2 separate regions of the Mus musculus genome follow, and region 2 is linked to region 1. A link is a contact called in public HiChIP or PLAC-seq data. All regions are on one chromosome and are shown on one strand. The core of a region is the stretch at or near the end of the contact, and the rest is flanking DNA. Distances in the headings are between cores, read along the strand shown. Region 1 overlaps Mme (membrane metallo endopeptidase). Region 2 overlaps Mme (membrane metallo endopeptidase).

Region 1 (3,040 bases), core at 425-2,924:
ATCTTAAACAAGACCATTTTCTTTATATTGCAAGTGAAGGGAGCTGTAATACACTGCCTGTCATGCAGCTATGAAGGGTTTCTTGGTTAGGCTTGGGACTCATTTCCAATTCTCTAACTTACCCAATGATCAAGTGACAAGAAAATTCCTACTTTATATGTCACCTAAGGTTAGTTGCTTGTAATGTGCTCCTGGAAACAAGATAGATGTTTATGTATATGAAGGAGGAATTTGAATTGGCATTTTATGAATAAGGCAGACAGGGATAGAGGACTGTGGGTATTGAGAGCAGCCATGCTTAGCTATATTAGGGCATCCCAAGTGAGAACTCAGGAGTTTAGATTAAAGAGAACAGAAACCACATTGAGAATCATGGGGGCAGAGCAAACTGGCACAGAAGAGAGAAACCTAGGCTGGTGGAGACTTTGGGCCTAGAAACTGGCAGTTCTTCTCCATGTAAATGCTTAGGTGAAAACTCTCCCTACAATAGAAAAAATGTGGGCCCAGAAGGATGCATGACTACTGAAATTGTTTCCTCATTGGCCCAAGTCTAGCTTAAGAGGAAGAGTTAGCAAGGCAAATGAAATGACAGGGAAAAGAGATAACTACTAGCAAAGGAGATGCATCAGTTAGGAACGTGCAACCTTACAGGTTTGTGCAGAACTAAGAAACCTGATTTTCAGACAGGACTACAGGAGACTGACAATACCTCTTCCCTGTCCAACTTTGCCTGTCAGGTGCTGACAAATGACCTAGCACAGCTGAATGGCTGGGGACTTTATGCTAAGGCATCAGGGAACACGGGCATATATTACACGAAGTTCTAATAATTCTGTGCCATGTACCTTGTTAGTTGTTGAAAACAGGACGATGAGTAAGATCAAAGTTATTAAATTTACAGTTTTGTAAGTCACAAACCACACATTGTTCAACCTAAACTTCTGGGTGAAGTATATAATGTACTCTGCTATTAAAGAAGTTCTCTTCCTGGTACAGCACTCACGATATCTGAGAAATAACTCAGAATGTGTCTTGAGGTGACCCAAAAAATATTAAAACATTCGTAACTGTAAGAACACTCAGAATAAAGATTTGAATCCCACCATCCTGTACAATAAAAACTAGTCCATAATAGATACTCCAAAAAAGATCCTTTGTTCTCAGTTAACTTATCTCCATCTGCTGTTTATAAACTAAAACCCACACATAAATAAAAGATGTCAAATTGAAAATGACTTTTATGTGCTCATTTAGTTAGATAGGCACTATCTGAAATTTTTGAACTTTTTTACGTAATTAGATTTTTGTTTATTAAATAAGGCAAAATGGATTCCTCTTTTCTTTAAGGCTTTAAAATTCATAGATGTAGTAGTAGGTAGCTGATGGACTGGTAAGACCTTCAGCTTTCTCCCCTAGATTGCAGAGAAACCAATCCTTCCGAGGAATGAACAGTTCACTGTATTACATTTTTTGCCATTTATATAAATGGGGCTTGGGAGATTGTGTCAGAGCAGTCCAGTGAGATGGAATACTGGTTTAGATAGATTGTACGTGATCAAGCCTGGAAGAAACTCCTTGCTAGGAGCAACAGGAAGAAGCAGGTCACGGAGCGAGCCAAGGGCAGCTGGAAGTAAGTGGCAAACCAGCAACAGGTGTGGAGCTCTAAGGAGCCTGCAGCTCTTCAGCTTCTGGGGAAAGGTTACGAGGTGAGGAATCCAGCTACATTCAGTCTCTCGGATCAGAAAGACAGCAGAAACTCACTAGCCAGAACTGGGGAATGAGCCAGGAGTGAAGACCTCAAGGGACTAGACTAGAACCCACGGATGGGAGCAGAGGTCAAAAGCAGACCAGGCACAAGGCCGGCTGGATATGGAGACACTTAGTCACTGACCTTGGACCCAATGAGTTCCAGGCTAGAATGAGGCTGAGCTTGCCCTTAGGCCCCACATGGAGTATGGCCATAATGTCAGTTTTCCACATCTCTCCACTTGTTTTCTATGACTTTGTGTTCTTAACCTTAGTTGGTGTGTAGTATACAGAGTTTCACAACAGGTATTCTTAAAATGGGTACGTTTATTAATCTGGCTTTCAAGGTTTAGCTTGTGTCATTTCTCCTCAACATACTGTCAGAGAGTTGCTCCAGAATATGATGTACACTGTTTTCAAAAATTCACAGCTATGTGTATATTACATTATTAGAGTCAAGGAAATATAATGAAAATATATTTTTCAGTCACACATATTGTTACTATTTTGATTCTTGGCTTTCAGTTAAGATAATTTTTTAATTCCTCTATACATGTGTTTTTGGAATAATGAGCTCATTTCACTTCAGAATATTGAAGGTAGAAAAGGCATCTAAATTTCATCTGATTAAATTCACTATACCAGAAAATTAAGCCAAAGAACTTAACAGTTCTTGTGGGAAATATTTGTAAGTAATGACTTGATCACTGGTCTGATTATAAGTCTTTGGCAATTTGAGAGTTCTGTAAGAATTCCATTTGCTCTAGCAAGAGGGAAATCTTTTGAATCTGAGCTGTGCAATGCTCTACACAGTGGGAATCTGGTCTGAGCCATAGAGTGGCTCCTTGGAAGAGTGACAAATGAGAGCAAGGACTTAGAGGTGCCAAGGTCTAAGACACACAGTGGAAAGTTTGCTGATAGCTGCATCTGGGACCGAGGGAATGAAAGGCACCTAGGGATATAACTTCCTCTGACAAGTCCATGGCCCACACACTCTGGTTGTAGGACAAACAACACAAAGATCAACACAGAAAAGCCTTGCAAAGGTTCTTCCTTCAGTGGAAGACAGACATCTAGATAGCCAGAGAAGGAAAAGTAAGGTGACAAAGAGCTGAATTCCACACCACTAGACTAGGCAAAAAGAGACTGCATCTCCACCCAGGCCAGGGAAGGCTTACATATACCCAGGCTCTGCACTCAGATCCCTGAATGCCAGTGATCCGAGTGGAGTTCCTGAGGGACAGGACATCAGTCCTCTTCATCTCCTTATACATTTTATGTTTTGCTATTTTTA
Region 2 (2,794 bases), core at 13-2,512, 35 kb before region 1:
TGTTAGTAGAAGTAAGTGATTTTAGATGTGTTATTAAGTCATCTTTTTTATTATTAAGTAACCTTGCCAGGACTTATTATACTTCCAGTTCAGTGCTATTTTTTACTGAGCTGGACATATTTGAAATTCCTTTGCAATTACACAAAAACCTCAAGAGACATCATGTTCAGGGTAAAAGAAAAAAATATGCATAGGCATCCAGAAACCATATAAAGTTTTAAAATTATTCAAATCCCAGTTCTTTGCAGGTGTGAGTGTTCACCAGTGCAAAGGGAGGTCCTTTACCCAAATCATTAACTTGGACATATCGCATGCACATTCCTTAAGATTAGGTTTTAAAATGTATTTAACAGAGAACAGCCATAGGGATGTATAACTTCACCAGCTGTGGAAGTAAAATATGGAGATAGAAGCATTTTTTTATTTTATCTGCTAAATTAACTTTGTCAACATTATTACAAATTGGCAATTGCATTTGCATGCTCTAACAACATGTGCAAAGGGTCCACATTCTATTAATTGACATTGGTTTCTTCTTTTTATACAAGTCAGTTTCTTCAACATCAAACTTTACTGGTGCTTTGACTGAAATTTGCAAGGTACAGTTCTGTATGGGTGAACAGAAAGCTGCCAAGGTACAGGGAATAAAGGGGATAACATATGAGTCAAGCCATGTAGAGATTGCTGTTAGATTTTTTTAAAAAGGGAAGAAAAAATGTTACATGCTGTGACGGTGCTTATCTTTAACCTCAGTGTGGGGCAGTGAGTTGTGATAGGCAGCCTGGTCCCCAGTTCATCTCAGTCTTAGAACCCTGGAGACCCTGTAGGTGACTGTCCCTGAAAAGGACAGTCTCTGGGGTTGTAAGCTTGAGTATGACCGGGGGACCAGGCTGCCTATCACAGCTCACTGCCCCACACCTTAGTACTCAGGAGATATAGGAAAGAAGATCTAATAATTTTGAGGCCTGCCTGGCCCACATAGCAAGACGTAGGACAGTCATGACTATATACAGAAACCCTGTTTCAAAAAATAAAACAAACAAACAAACAAAAAAAAACAAACAAAAAGGATGCTATAAGTTCAGAAGCAATAAGGGAAAGGCTGGGGTCTGGTAATCTGAAAGCATTGCATACAGCTAGTTTTTTGGACTGAGGGGAAGTTTGGGTGACTATGAAGGAATTATGGAGAGCTACTGGAAGCTATGGGAACTTTGGACTTTTTCAAAAGTTTTTATTTCCTGATCTAAGCAACAGGAAACACAGGGAAGGTTTCTAATCAGAAAGAACATGACTCAGGCTGTATCCTTGAGACCTTGGGGGATAGCAGTATGAAGATGAAGTGGAAACACGGGAAAATTGGAAGTAAAAGTGTTTTTAAAATTAAATCACCAGGGACAATGTGATAAGGAAGCAAAGTGGAGACAATTAAACTGAAGCGTTTATACATTCCTATATAATATTTAACTAGCAGCGGATGAATGTAGTCCTTTGCTTTAGATCGAGATTTTTGTTAGCACTATGGATAAACCAGAACAGGCCAGAATAATCAAGATGAGGCCCTGGTTTCTGTCAGGGCGGGAACAAATTTGAAGCTTCTAGAAAATGGACAGATACAAGGAACAAGATTAATTTTTGTTTAAGAGGAAAATGTTGCTCTTGTGTGGTTAATGATATAGCTAAGCAGAAATGCTTGTAATCAGCTAGATATTAAGTGTGAAGCTCAGCAGATGGACTTGGGCCAGATTAAAATAGTCATATGTAATAAGGATGGTAGACTTCAAGAAGTACATGCACGTGCACACTGGGAGCACGTGGAATGGGAAAAGAAAGGATATTGGAGTTACTAGTTCGTTAATTGAATTTATTTACACTGGTTGGTAACTTGAAATTTTTATGCATCAGCATTTCTGTAAAGCACCCTGTAACATAAGTGAATAATAGTTTATAGTCTGAACCCTACCATTTCAATATGGGTGTGAATTTAGATCCCTCCTGCTAGTGTTTGGGAATAAGGATCTGAGTATGAAATGTGACTTCAGGGTACATGAATGAAGTGGACACTATACATTTGTCTTTCTGACATTGTCTGTCAGTGAGGACCTGAACCTGGGGACAAATGAAACAAGGACAGAGACAACAACGGTCACTCTTCTCCTATTAAACTAGTGCCATGTAAGTGAGAAGCTTTCATGGGGAGAAACTGTAATGAAATACCGGCAACTTTTTTTTATTACAATACACCTCTTACGATTCAGTCCTGACAATTTAATGGCATTATAGCCAGAGTGCTTATGGTGAATTTAAAACACAAAAATAAATTTCACAAAATTAAAGGCATCACTTTGGGAAAGATCTTCATCACCCTGCCTCTCTCTCTTTTCTTTTCTTTTCTTTTCTTTTCTTTTCTTTTCTTTTCTTTTCTTTTCTTTTCTTTTCTTTTCTCTCTCTCTCTCTCTCTCTCTCTCTCTCTTTTTCTCTTTTTCTCTCTTTCTTCTCTTCCCTTCCCTTCCTTTCTTTCTTAAAATAAATACAGAAAAAGAATGCTACAAAAAGAGACAAACTCAGAGGATTGTATTGGAGAGCAGTGCTTAGGAAGAACCCTAGTATCTGGGCTCCAGTCTCAGAGCAAATACCTCAAGATCTAGGAGCACTGAGCTGGGCATCAGTATATATATATATATATATATATATATATATATATATATATATATATATATATATATATATTATTGCCCACATAATTCCAGCAATTATCATCTACCTACCCTCTTGCTTGTCTCTTATTTTTCCAGTA

Evidence for each region. HiChIP or PLAC-seq counts read pairs in DNA pulled down with a chosen protein or histone mark.
Region 2: a contact with region 1 is called in an H3K4me3 HiChIP or PLAC-seq map of intestinal villus epithelium, with 7 read pairs. The contact joins two enhancer-like sites. A contact is called at or near these places in 5 of 484 Hi-C or Micro-C datasets (Sertoli cells, brown adipocytes, embryonic stem cells and 2 more) and 4 of 115 datasets of contacts at active chromatin or transcription factors (the NIH/3T3 cell line, embryonic fibroblasts, embryonic stem cells and 1 more).

Annotation. Positions count from the first base shown.
Region 1 is chr3:63,314,170-63,317,209 of GRCm38.p6, reverse strand. The region is part of intron 3 of Mme (membrane metallo endopeptidase); the gene reads right to left. Among named protein-coding and RNA genes, the nearest start is that of Mme, 20 kb to the right of the region's middle. Within about 2 kb of position 1,674, at least 16 of the 459 cell types and tissues checked have an H3K27ac peak or open chromatin away from gene starts, as enhancers often do. A contact at or near this core is called in intestinal villus epithelium, where this site is marked.
Region 2 is chr3:63,349,384-63,352,177 of GRCm38.p6, reverse strand. All of the region lies in intron 16 of Mme (membrane metallo endopeptidase), which reads right to left. Among named protein-coding and RNA genes, the nearest start is that of Mme, 56 kb to the right of the region's middle. Within about 2 kb of position 1,262, at least 15 of the 459 cell types and tissues checked have an H3K27ac peak or open chromatin away from gene starts, as enhancers often do. A contact at or near this core is called in intestinal villus epithelium, where this site is marked.